Linked DNA regions of Mus musculus: region 1 is linked to region 2. Evidence: chromatin contacts called from public HiChIP or PLAC-seq data. All regions are on one chromosome and are shown on one strand. The core of a region is the stretch at or near the end of the contact, and the rest is flanking DNA. Distances in the headings are between cores, read along the strand shown. Region 1 holds the start of Pcgf1 (polycomb group ring finger 1). Region 2 holds the start of Slc4a5 (solute carrier family 4, sodium bicarbonate cotransporter, member 5).

Region 1 (6,917 bases), core at 3,687-6,186, 160 kb before region 2:
TGGGGGTGGGGTGGGGGGTGGGGGGAATTGACTGTCTCAAGCTTGCTAGGCAAGTGCCTCCCACTGAGCTACATCCCCAGCCCTGCTTTTCATTTCTTGAGTTCTGTAGCAGGGCTTACATTGTTACTGTTTCTAGCCTTCCTCCACTGGCCTTGCTCTCTCCTCCTGGAGAGTTGGAGCATACTTCAGAGCTCTGGCTATAGCTTTTCTGCACCCCTTCAGGTTTCATCCATTCCAGTAGCCCCTATTCTCACACCCACTCCAGACAACAGTGGCACCTGACATTTGAGTCTCGTCCCTCCAGTTGCACTTCTGATCTAGCCTTCTGGCCCTGGCCAGCTCCACCCGGCTCTCTTGAAGCCACTCTAAGTCCAACAGGCTGAAGGAAAGAAATGCTTACCTCTCATTCATCCCCTTAGGCCTACTACCCTGGCTGCTTTCCTTTAAAGTTTAAAATAAAAGTAAAAATAAAAAGCCAGGCAGTGGTGTCACATGCCTTTAATCCCACCACTTGGGAGGCAGGGGCAGATGGATCTCTATGACTTTGAGGCCAGCCTGATCCACAGAGCAAGTTCCAGGACAGCAGAAGTTGCATAGAGAAACCCTGTCTCATAGATAGATAGATAGATAGATAGATAGATAGACAGACAGATAGAGTTTAAAAAGCAGCTGCCGCCTCCTGTTCTTCAGTCTACTTTGCTGGTCTCAGGTCTTGAATTCACTATGTAGCCGTGGCTGACTTTGAATTCCGATCTTCCTGCCTCTACCTTCTAGGTGCTAGGATTACAGGAGTGTAACTGTTCCAGCTACAGCCCTTCATTCCAATTGCTAAATCCTTAATCTAAGCTACCAATGTCACCTACATTCTTTCATTTGTTCATTTAGTACATTTTTAAAAGACTTACTTAAATTTTTTGTCCATGTGTGTTTGCCTGCTTGAGATTATGTGAAGTACATGTGTGCAAAGACCCCCTTAGAGGACAGGAGTGTCAGATCCCCCCAACATGGGTGCTGGGAACTGAACTCCTGTCTTGCAGAGGCAAGAGCCATTGAGTGCTCCTAACTGCTGAGCTGTCTCTCCAGCCCCCATTCCGGGGTATTTTAACATGCACTGTGTGCTCAGATCTGGAGATATAGATGTGGATAGCACATTCTAGTCTAAAAGGCAGAGGAAAAACTAGAAAAATACTAGAAACAAATACTATAACATGCATATAGTATATGAAGAGATAGAATACACACAGAGAGATGCAAGACTACAACTCTAATTACCTTAGGAGGCTGAGGCAGGAAGATCACAGGTTTGAGGCCAGGTGGCAGAACACTGTTTTTCAAACAAAAGCAAGCGAGCAAGCTCAGTCAATACAGTGCTTACCAGACAGAGGTGAAGATCTGAGTTGAACTCCCAGGATTCCCGTGAGAGGCTGGGTGTGGTGGAGTACTGGCGGGGATGGGGATGGGGGCAGTGACAGGAGAGCCTCTGCACCTGTTGGCCAGCCAGCTTAACCTTATTAACAAGGAGGCTCTCCTCGGGTCTCTCAGGATCCTAAGGACACCAGAGTTTGACATGTATGCACACACATGTGCACTCAGTGTAGCATGAATATGCACATATACAAAACAAGTTACAAAAAAAAAAAAGAGATTTATCTTTTTAATTTATGGGTTTGCTTGTGAGTTTATGTGCAGCACGTACATACAAGAGGCCAGAAGAGGGCATCAGATCCCCTGGAACCTGAGTTACAAGTGGTTGTGAACAGCTTCATATGGGAACTAGAGATACACTCATCTGAAAGAGCAATAAACATGCTTAATCAGACCCCAAGTCAAAAAAAAAAATTTTTTTTAAAGAAAAAGATCCAGAACCTGGCATGGTGGCACATGACTTTAATCCCTTGAAAAGCAGAGACAGGTGATCTCTGTGAGTTCAAAGCCAGCCAGATCTGCTTCGTGAGTGCCAAGTAGCCAGGGCTAAATAGTGAGACCCTGTCTCAAAAACAAACAAAACTAAATAAACATCAACAATGCTAAAACAAGGGCAGTGGTGGCCCACGCCTTTAATCTCAGCCCTTGGGAGGCAGAGGCAGGCAAATTTCTGAGTTCAAGGCCAACCTGATCTACAGAATGAGTTCAAGACAGCCAGGGCTACACAGAGAAACCCTGTCTCATGAGAAGAAAAAAAAAACAACTAAAACAAAGCTAAAAATGATGCTAAATAAAATGTTAACAATGTTAAAGTGGTAAGAAGCATAAAGCAAGGAAACTAGAGGTCAAATAGGGTTATTTACGCAGCTGGGAGACAGAAGCCTCGTGGAGACCTGATGGGGAAAGAGACAAGGATGGCCAGCGTGTCAAAGCAGAGCCCATCTCAGTGTGTCTACGGAACAAGCATCGAGGAGCCCAGTGTGGCTAGAGAACCCGTGCAAGACCTTAGACTTTTATTCTGACTGGAAAGGGAAGCTATCAAGTTTTGGGGTTTGGTTTGGTTTTAGATTTATGTGCACGAGTGTTTTGTCTCCATGTATGTCTGTGTGTCACATACATGGTATAGTGCCTGTGAGGCCAGAGTGCCATGTATGTATGTGTGCCACATACATGGTATAGTGCCTGCGAGGCCAGCCTAGGGCACTGGATTGTCTACAGCTGGAGTGACAGAGTGTTGGAAACCTTTTATATGGTGCTGAGAAGTGAACAGAAGTCTTCTGAAAGAGCAGCCAGTGCTTAGCATCTGAGCCATCTCTCTAGTCCTTGAGGTTGCTTACTTGTATGTTCCTAGGGTCAACAAAGAGCTGGGGCAAGCACTTTACTACTGAGCTGTACGCTCTGCACTATTAAAATATCTTAAATTGGAAAAGGACAAAAACCAAGCAGATTATTTGTTTTGGTTTTTTGAGACATGATTTCTCTATATAGCCCTGGCTATCCTAGAACTTGCTCTGTAAACCAGGCTGGGCTCAAACTCAAGAGATCTACTGCCTCTGCCCTGCCTGTTAGAATTAAAGGTGTGTGTCACCATACTTGGCTCCACAATTTTTTCAATGTTATGATTTACTTATTGTTTTTGTTGATTTTGAGACAGTCTTAAGTGTCTAGGTTAGCCTCAAATTTGCTATGTAGCCTAGGATGGCCCTGCACTCCTGATCCCCTAAGCTTGTGCCATTTTTTTTTTTAACAGTTTTTTGTTTTTTTCGAGACAGGGTTTCTCTATAGCCCTAGCTATACAGTGCTGGGATTAAAGGTGTGCGCCACCATGCCCTGCTTTTTTTTTTTTTTTTTTTTTTTTTTCTTCTGAGACAGGGTTTCCCTGTGTAGCCCTGGATGTCCTGGAACTCACTCTGTAAACCAGGCTGGCCTTGAACTCAAAAAACCGGCTGCCTCTGCCTCCCAAGTGTTCGGATTAAAGGCGTGTGCCACCACTGCCCAGCTGGAACTCACTTTTAACAGTTTTCTTGAGGTCTAATTTATGATACGCTGCAAGTTGCAAGTATTTAAAGTGTATACTGTAATTGGTTTTGCCCCATGTACATGTCCACTAAACTAGCACCACCATCAACATGAGAAACACATCATCAAAAACGTGTGTTCTTTGTAACCTATGATCAGAATCACTTTGCCATGCTGTGGGAAGAAAGGTCTAAAGAGGGAACGATATAGACATGGGCAAGCAGTCAAGACCTGCAGTGGCTCAGAGGTGACTAGGTGGCCTGGGCCAGGAAGGTAAACCATAGCTGTATGTAGTCGATTAACAAGTCTTTAATACTTTCCTGACGCTTATGTACTACCACTTATGGGGTAACAGACATACACTCCTTTCTGTGAGGTTCCTGTTACCTTCAACCTAATTATTCCAGTTCTTTTAGACCCCATTCCTTCCATTGGGGCTCTCAATCCACACCTGTTTCTTTGGTCGTTCCTCTTCACACTGCCTTTTTTTTCTATTTCCATCACATTTATACCTCTCGTGCATCCATTTGTCAATCATGCCCACACAAGAGTCCCAATTTTCTCCAGAGAGCCTTTCAAGTTTCCGCCAGTCTCTCCCCTCTCACTCGAATCTCCAGTTGTACTCGATGCTAATAACGCTTCAGAGTAAATTTATTCTTTTAAAATTCCGCCGTAGGGACCCAGTGATGACAGTGTACCAGACCCGGGAACCCCTGTGTCCTCCCCAAGTGCGGGCCCGGGCCTATGCTACTGCAGGCACTCGCTGCCCAAGTCTCCTCGCTGTCAATCCTCCCCTCCTCCTTCGGCATCTGCTCTGCATTAGTCTGTCCCAGGCCTCCGCAGGCGCCGATGATTAAATCATCATCATTAGCCAGGGCCTATTCTCCCCATCCTCGGCAGCAGGGAGAGAGTGGGGAGTAAGAGCTCCCGGTTCCCCGGGGGGTCTCTCCCTCTCCACCCCGCCCAGGGCACCCTCTCCCAGACTTCGCGAGCCCGGAAAAAACTCCCGCGGCGCAGACGGGAGAAGGCCCGCGGCTGGGACGCAGCTCCGCAACGCGGACGCCGCAGCGGAGCAGGACTGCACTGTATAGAGAGGACCCCGGGTCGGAGGCGAGGTCGGGTCCCAGGACTCCCACACTCCGGAGCTGTAGCGGCGGGCGATAGCCCGGCTTCGGGGTCCCAGGGCACACAGGCTCTCTTAGCACAAGCTACCGAAGTTGATCCAGAGGTTGTGTGCGCGCCGTTGGAAGGACGCCCGTGGGAGCGTGCACCGCAGAGACCCTGCTTCACTCAACCCCCCTCCATAACGACCACCGATTGTTGGGGGGGCAGCGGGCTCAGGTGAGCACACGGGGAGCTAAAGAGGGGGCGAGGGCGGGGTGTGCCGGAAAACTAGCCAATCCGGAGAATGTGAGGCCCTCGTTGCTAGGAGACAAGTCCCGCCCCGCAGGCGGTACCGGAAGTGGCGGGCTGGGATCAGCCTTTAAGATGGCGTCTCCTCAGGGGGGCCAGATTGCGATCGCGATGAGGCTTCGGAACCAGCTCCAGTCAGTGTACAAGATGGACCCACTACGGAACGAGGTGCAGGGGCAGCGGGATGACTGCTGGGGTCCGTTAGCTGTGTGAACCCAAACGAAGGAGAGGACGGGTGGCGGCGGGATGGGCGCCCAGTGCGCTTGCGCAGCCACGGGGTGCGCGATACGCACGCGCGATTCTGGCCGAGTTGCCAAACGCTGGACTTGGACGCTTGCGCGTTGTGTCTCCGACAGCGTCTGGTCTCCCGAGGGAAAAAAGAGAGTCAGGCGGGTCCGCGAAAAGAGAGCACCCGCTGTGCGCGGAGCCCTCTGCTGGGCGAAGGGGGAGCTCACTCCCCCGTCTCTTCTCGGGGGCCAGACGACCCAGTCCAATAACAAACTGCTCTGTTGCTGGGAATTGCAGAAGGTGAGATGGGGTGGGCTTGCAAGACCAGTGGGGAGTGACTGAGGGTGTGTCCACAGGAGGAGGTCCGGGTGAAGATCAAAGACCTGAATGAACACATCGTTTGCTGCCTGTGCGCGGGCTACTTCGTGGATGCCACCACCATCACAGAGTGTCTCCACACCTGTGAGTGTCCCGGATCCTGTCTCTCCTCTTCCAAGCTGGCTGCCAGCCTCTGTGCTGCCTGTCCCATGTGTCGGGTTCCCAAGGGACCTGAGCATCTTCGTTTCTCCTCTTACAGTCTGCAAAAGTTGTATCGTGAAGTACCTGCAAACCAGCAAGTACTGCCCCATGTGCAACATCAAGATCCACGAGACGCAGCCGTTGCTCAATCTCAAACTGGATCGGGTCATGCAGGACATAGTGTATAAGCTAGTGCCAGGCTTGCAAGACAGTGAGTGGCCACCTTATATTTGTGGGGCCTCCTGACTCTAATGCTGGGTGGCACCTTGACGTTTTGTTCCCAACAGTTTTGTTGGGAATCAAAAAAATACAAAGATAAAGAGGTCAACAGCCAAAACAAAGAGAATTAATATGGCTGCCCTTCACCCCTCCTTAGGTGAAGAGAAACGGATTCGGGAATTCTATCAGTCCCGAGGCTTAGACAGAGTCTCCCAGCCCAGTGGTGAAGGTATGTCCTTGGTGCTCATTTGGGGGAGGGGGGCAATTAAAGCCCTCAGAGCATCTCTTTTGCCTGGTTTTGCTCTCTGGGGAGAAGAGGGTATGGAACCTGTACCAGCCTCCTCAATATCTACTTTTCCTCAGAGCCAGCCCTGAGCAACCTTGGCCTCCCCTTCAGCAGTTTTGACCACTCTAAAGCCCACTATTATCGATATGATGAACAGCTGAGCCTATGCCTGGAGCGGCTGAGGTGAGGGGCAGGTCAGAGGTTGCGTGAAGTGATACTACTGGTGACCCAGATGCTAAGGGACTTGGGGGGAAGGGTGAGGGAGTGTCTGCTCCCCTGAAGAAAGTGTGCTGTGGTGCTTGTGCTAGGTAGGAGACAAGAAAAGTGGAACCCTCTAACTTGTATCTGTTTCCATCCAGTTCTGGCAAAGACAAGAATAAAAATGTCCTTCAGGTGAGAGGGGTTGAGGGGAGGGCCCCTTTGAAGGAGCCGTTTCTCCCAGCAACCCTTCCCTCAGACACCTGTGCCCTCCCCTCCTTCTCTGTTCCTAGAACAAGTATGTTCGGTGTTCTGTGAGAGCTGAGGTCCGCCATCTCCGAAGGGTTCTGTGTCACCGACTAATGCTAAATCCACAGCATGTAAGTAAGCCCATCATGTTACGGGGAAAACAAGGGACTGAAAGGGGAGGGCATGTCTGGCTTGCCAGCTTGTACCTGGAAGAAAGCTCAGGCCGGAAGATCACTTCAAGTTCAGGGCTAGCCTAGGCTATATAGTGAATTCCAGGCTAGTCTGGACTCCAGAGTAAGACTTTGTTTACAGGAGCAAAAAAGGTTTGAGAGCGGTCTGCTCAGATAGCTTAGTCAAGTAT
Region 2 (6,472 bases), core at 196-2,695:
TTTCTCTGTGTAGTCCTGGCTGTCCTGGAGCTCGCTCTGTACACCAGGCTGGCCTCAAACTCAGAAATCTGCCTGCCTCTGCCTCCCAAGTGCTGGGATTAAAGGCGTGCGCTTTGAAATCTTTCTTTGGGTGTGGAGGTAGACCCTGCCTCTGACTTAGTGTGTCCTGTAGAGGGTGCTTCAGTAGGACTTAGTAGGACTCAGTAGGACCACACTCACAGTGGAGTGTAATCTATGAGGCCAGGACCCTCAGTGGGGACACTCCTGGGATGTCCACTGCTGGGGACTCTGTGATGGTAACTTTGCTTGGAGCTCCCCATGAACCTGATCATATTTCTGTTTCTTTACATGGGCAGAGTGGGAGCCAGGCATGGTGGTGCACACTTGTAATCCCTGAACTAGGAGTGTGATGCAGGAGGATGTCTCAGATTGGAGCTAGTTTTAGCTCAGTGAGTAGAGGGCTGGCCCAGCATAACAGAGGCCCCATTCAAGCCCCAGTGCTCTCTGATGATGTTGCGACAGCACCAGCACCCTGGCCTGTAATCTCAGACGCACCAGACTTCATCCTGTGTCTCAGACCCTGGAGGCCCATCTGGGCTGCACTTAACCCCCATCTCAAACAGACCCTGCTTGATCGTCTAACCTCAAGTATGACAATGTGGTCAGGGACCCGGGCATGGGACAGTATGTAGCCAGCTCTCCCCAGACAACTCACCTGCACCAGGGCTTTCTGAGGTGTCCACCAACTCCCCATTTTTATCTGTGAACTGAAGGTTTGCACTTCATCATCATCAAGCCCCCTCCCAATTCTAAGACTTCGGAACCGAGTTTGTAGTGCTGCCTCTGAGCCTCTGTGACCTCCGTTCAACCTTGCACATGGTAAGCACTTGTTGAGCCAAACCCCAGATTAGACATTTCTCAGAGAGCAAAGTAATTCCCCCATGGGGTTCATACATGCCCCCGAAGTGACCAGTTCCTGCTGTCCATGGGCTCCCAGAAAACATCCACTCAGTGACAACGCTTGTCATTTTGTCGTAGAAGTGGGTACAAACAGCAAATCCAGGAATTGGTTTAAAGTTGTGAAGAGAGCTAATCCAGCCCCATGCAACATTTTAAAGCCCACAGCAAGCACCACCCCCACCCCCCCAACAACAACAACCCAACCTCCACGCCCAACTCCCAGCGGTTGGTGAGGCTGTCCTGGCCAGGGCACCAGGCCTGCCAGGCTATTACAGACTGCTCACCTGCCACCAAAATCTCAAGATCTTAACGAGGCCCTAGGGGGGTTGTGTACAAATGCTACCTCCCAGCCCCAGCCTTTATAAGGAGCCTGAGAGGTGCCCTGCTCTACTGGAGCCTCCAGGTCTGTCCGGAAGGGCTCTAGGGGAGGGGGAGGGGCCCGCGGGGAGCGGGCGGGGGAGGGGCAGCTCTAGGTGTTCTCACACAGTCCTCAGCTGCCACCACCCTGCTGCTGAGGAGCACACAGGTCCCTGTTTGAGCTTCAGCGCTAAGCCTCCTCTCTCCATCATACCTCAGATTCCCCCGCCCCCTTTCTTTCTCATTTGCTGGTTTCTCCCAGGATTTCCACGAAATCACTCACACCCATCGCTATTTCTCTCGAGCCCCAATCCCCCACCTTCCCTCTCGTCCTTCTCCTGCCCTCCTCCTCCATGCCTCCCTTGCTGCTTAACTAGAAACAAAAGTGAGTTTGTTTTGTGGGGAAGAGGATACTGGAGGAGACCCACAGCCAGGGTAGCAGCCACAGAAGCAGGCTGGGGCCAGAGGCAGCACCAACCTCCGGAGACTCCAGCGCTCAGCTGTTCCAGGGAGCAGGTACTGCCCAGACAGGCTGGTGCTCGCTCGGATAGACCCCTACTCTGCCTGTGCTTTCTAATCTGCTATCTCTTAAGGATCTGTCCATTTATTTGCCTTCTCCTGGCCTTGAAGGATGTGGAAGATTGCAGATATACAAAATAGGGGACAGAGGTCTAAAGGATGGTATGGTCCTTGTTTTCAGAGAACTGTATGTGTGATTCTGATGTGACTGGGCTTGGGCACAGCAGAGCCAAGGATGCACTAGGCTAGGTCCAGATTGCTGGCGATGGTTTGAACCATATCACCAAACCCAAGCTTTAGGTAATGAAGAGCCACCCAAGGCTTTTCAGCTGGAAATCCACGAGAGCAAATCTACACTTGAGTTGCTATCGGGCTAGGGATGCAGCCCAGTGGTGGATTGCTTGCTAAGTGCAAACAGGTCCTGGGTCCCGTTCCCAGCAAGGCAAATCCAAAACTGAGCAGTAGCTAATAGACTGATCCCATAGGGAATTGGTTTGTTTCTTCAGAATCAAAGAGCCATAGTCATCTCCCAATTTGAAGGGAGAAAAGAGAAAACAATGAGGTTTTTGTTTGTTTGTTCTGTTTTAGGATGGTTGGTTATATATTTGTATATTTATTTATTTAGGAGATAGGATCTCTCTTTGTAGCCCTGGCTTTCTGGAAACTCACAATGTAGACCAAGCTGGCTTCAACCTCAAAGAGATCCCTTTGCATCTGCCTCCCAGGAGCTAGGATTAAAGGTGTATTGCCATAAAGGCACTATGCCTACACAAATTACCTTTTTTTAAAAAGAAATTTCCTTAAACTCAATAAGCCAGTGAAATAAGTTTAAAACAATAGAAACATTTCAAACTCAGATACATCTAGATCAGTGACGTTCATTGCGGGTCTATAACCACAGAAGTTACTAGCACTTTTTTCTGCTAAGAAAATCGTTTCTACCCTGTGTGGACAGGGTCCCCCTCAAAGAACGCTATGATTCTGGAAGTCCACTGCACAAGCTTGCTAGGAATATTTAAAGAGCGAACTCGGCTGCTGCCAGGCCATGGATGGGGTACCCAGAGGTGATGAGGCTGGGGAGGCAGCAGGGGCTGTTGGACGAGGTGCTGAGGACGGTGAGTGGAGGAAGGATCGGCCCCAAGGGTGGTGGGCAGCAGGGTACAGGCTAGCAGAGAGGAATCTAGTGGACTTCACACCTGCATGCCTTTATTTCCTCTCGGAAGTGGGCTAGAAGCCTAAGAAGTTTACTGAGAGGGACTAATGGTTGGGGCTGGCTCTGAGGGACACAGGAAGGGTGCAGACAAGGCCAAGCGGAAGGTTCCACGGCCAGAGGTTTTCTTCCATGAGTGCTGAGCCTGCATCCTGGGGTTGGTGGCGGTAAGAGGCAATAGGGCCATCTGTGGTCTAAGCCTTGTGACAGGTGTATCATGCTCACACGTAAGCGCTAACTGTGTGACTCATGTCCAGGTGGACTGTGTCTCCTACCTCTGGGACTCCAGGACACGTTCAACATGAAGATGATCGTGGTCCGTGGTGGGTCCTTGTCTGGGTGCTGTTGAATGCCTGGCTCTACCGGGAAGTTTCAGGGGAGAGAGAGGTTAGGTTTGAAAAGAGTTCTTCAAAATACGGACAGGGAAGGACCAAGTGATCAATAATTGAAGGCAGAAGTCGGAGAAACTGAAGAGATAAGAGACTCAGAAGAGGTGGGAAAGCTTCATGAGGTCAGTCTGCGGACAGTTGGTGGGAGGTTGAGTGAGGGGGCTGATGAGCAAGTAGTCTGGAAAACACACGGAGGAGATGGGAGGAGCCAGGGGAGCCAGGGATGCCTTCAGGCCATCGTTTGACATCTTGTCATCCCCCTGGGCAGCTCACTGAGTTGCAGCCACACTGCCCTTCACATGCTCATGGGCATGCTCACCACAGGGCATCTACAACACACTTCCTTCCCCCTGTGTCCAAGTCACATTTCAAATGCCATTTTCAGAGGGGCTTTGTGGCCAGCATACTCTATAGCTTCCTGTTTTCCTTGGTTGTTTTGTCTTTTCTTTTCTCTCCTCTCCTCTCCTCTCCTCTCCTCTCCTCTCCTCTCCTCTCCTCTCCTCTCCTCTCCTCTCCTCTCCTCTCCTCTCCTTTCTTTTTTTCAGAGCCCTCACCACTATCCCAAACGGTTGTTTATGGATTTGTTTACCTGCTTGTTTCCGGTCCTTGCCGTAGCTAGCACGTGGATCATTCCCACAGCTTTATTTCCCAGTCCCAAGGACGATGCCTGGCGCGGAGCTACTAGACAACGGGAAGAGGGAGGGAGTGGAAAGGAGGCGCCTGAGAAATGTTCAGGAGGTGGCTTCCAGCAGGTCACCGTGAGGAGGCAGGATACCCAGGAATCAGGCCCCCCTCGCCAGTGTGAAAGCCCACAGGGTGCTCTAGCCCCACCTTTCCGTGGACCCTCTGCCTCCTCGTGACCGCTGACTGCTGGCTCGGGACCCAGCGGAGCAAAAGAGAGTTCTAGGCTTTTGTGCGGAGTGTTGTTGGGTCAAGGTGTTCTGCTTTTCACTTTCCCAGTCCTGGATCCTGCTGCTGCTGTGCCTTTAGCCATTCCTCAGCCTTCACTGTCACTTATAAGACCCTGGAATCTAAACACAGCCCAAATTCCTTCTTATCTCAAAGATTAACACCTGCAATCCAGTCCAAAGGGACAAGAGTTCAGCTGACCCAGAAAATGGACTGAGCCTCAGAGAATGGAGAAATACCCCTCCCTTGCCCGGGTGCCTGCTCTGTTCCTGTGGGCCTTGGGGCCCTTCTGGCCTTTGGGCACTCGGCAGACCCAACTTCTTCATGTTTTTTCAGGGTCTCCAGCTGCTGAGCAGCTGCAGGACATCCTGGGGGAGGAAGATGAGGCTCCCAACCCCACCCTCTTCACAGAGATGGACACTCTACAGCATGATGGGGACCAGATGGAGTGGAAGGAGTCAGCCAGGTGAGAGGGAGCCCGGATGGAGGAGGGGGCGTGGCCAGGGCCCAGGCTGGGCCAAATCTCCTGCTGGGAAAGTGGTGTTAAAGCCTGAGTCCTTCGGTGAGCACCTTCCCAGCTGCCAGTTTCTGTGTCTAGAACTCTAAAGCATAGGGAGCAAACATAAATGATTGTTGTTGTTGTCAAAGAAACGACACTTCAAACACCAAGGGGCTAGCTCAGTTGGCAAAGTGCTTGTTTGGAGAAACGGGGACCTGACTTCTGTCTCCAGAATCCATGTAAAATAATCTAACAGTGGTGCTGTGTGCTAGTAACTTCAGTGGCAGCCAGGGGATGAAGATATGCCCATTCCAGGAGCTGAGGCCAGCCAGCCTAGCCTAAGGAAGTTCCAGACCAATGAGAGGGTCTAAAAAATGGTGGGCAGAACCAAGAAACAGGCTTGTTCTCGAATCTTGAAATATATACCTGCACACACATGTGCACTCTCACATACATGAATAGGGAGAGAGAGAGAGAGAGAGAGAGAGAGAGAGAGAGAGAGAGGGAGAGATAGCATGATGGAATAGTAGACCTATGCAACAACCCTGCAAAACTATAAAACCATATATTCTTCAGTGTCAAGTGGTTCAAACTAAATGCTATGGAAGGGAATGTTCCAGTCCGGCTGGAGTACACAGGGAGGACTTCCTGGAGGAGGAAGAGACGTAGGACTGAATGGCTCATCATTCTCAGCAGAGTTTGGACAAGCAGAGTGGGTTACAGAGGTGGAGCAATGGAAGAAAGCAGAAGGGTGTAAGGAGCTGGCTTGGTGGATAAAGGGCTAGCCGGGCGACTGTGAGAACCGGAGCTTAGACCCCTGGGATCCATGTAAAAGCCAGACAGGAGCAGTGGTCATCTGTAATCTCAGCCAAGGAGCAGAGACAGGAGCTCCCCAGGACAAGTGACTACCTAGACTAGCCAGAAGCTGTGCGCTGAGCTCTGGATTAAGGTTTACCTCAATAAACAGAATGGAGAGCAATTGAGGAAGGCTTCAGATGTTAACTACAGGACTACACACACACACACACACACACACACACACACACTTGTACCCACATACACTCATATACACACTCATACACACATGTACATACACACACATATACACACATGCACACAATACATACTCACACACACTAACATGCATATGCATGCATACACATACACACACACTCGTACACACACCACACAAGCAAGTAGATGCAAAAAGAGGGCATGGAGAGAGAGTCCCATGAGTGTGGAAGGGAAGGAGGAGGACCCCGTCTAGAAGGGTAGTGGAGATGCATGGTGAAGACAGGAGTGGAAGTTGGGTCTGAGTAACATTTGTGCTGTGACTGGGACAGAGGGACCTCTGAACCAAACAGAGCAGGTTAGTAGTCCCACGTGCTGCCCAAAACCCAAGAAACAGGGAGGGACAGACAGGACAGCAGGGGAGACCCCGAGGACTGCTGAGTGTTGGAAGACTGGTCTCAGCTTTTGCCTGGTTTCAATTACCCCCCTCCTTCCCGGAAAACAAATAATTTTGCCTGTGTTTCGTTTCATTTTGTTTTCTGAGACAGAGTTTCTCTGTGTAACCTTGGCTGACTTGGAACTCACTTTGTAGACTAGGTTGGCCTTGAACTCAAGAGG

Evidence for each region. HiChIP or PLAC-seq counts read pairs in DNA pulled down with a chosen protein or histone mark.
Region 1: a contact with region 2 is called in an H3K27ac HiChIP or PLAC-seq map of embryonic stem cells, with 8 read pairs. The contact joins the promoter of Pcgf1 here to the promoter of Slc4a5 in region 2. A contact is called at or near these places in 5 of 39 promoter capture datasets (the C10 cell line, the HPC-7 cell line, cranial neural crest and 2 more), 3 of 115 datasets of contacts at active chromatin or transcription factors (all in embryonic stem cells) and 3 of 9 other capture datasets (adipose tissue, liver and pancreatic islet).

The regions. Positions count from the first base shown.
Region 1 is chr6:83,073,454-83,080,370 of GRCm38.p6, forward strand. It overlaps Pcgf1 (polycomb group ring finger 1), which reads left to right and starts at 4,937. Exons shown (of 9, transcript NM_197992.1): 1 at 4,937-5,025; 2 at 5,442-5,547; 3 at 5,663-5,815; 4 at 5,981-6,052; 5 at 6,187-6,292; 6 at 6,469-6,502; 7 at 6,601-6,687. The coding sequence starts at 4,969.
Region 2 is chr6:83,235,930-83,242,401 of GRCm38.p6, forward strand. Slc4a5 (solute carrier family 4, sodium bicarbonate cotransporter, member 5) reads left to right here and starts at 1,446. Exons shown (of 25, transcript NM_001166067.1): 1 at 1,446-1,833; 2 at 4,681-4,810. The coding sequence starts at 4,758.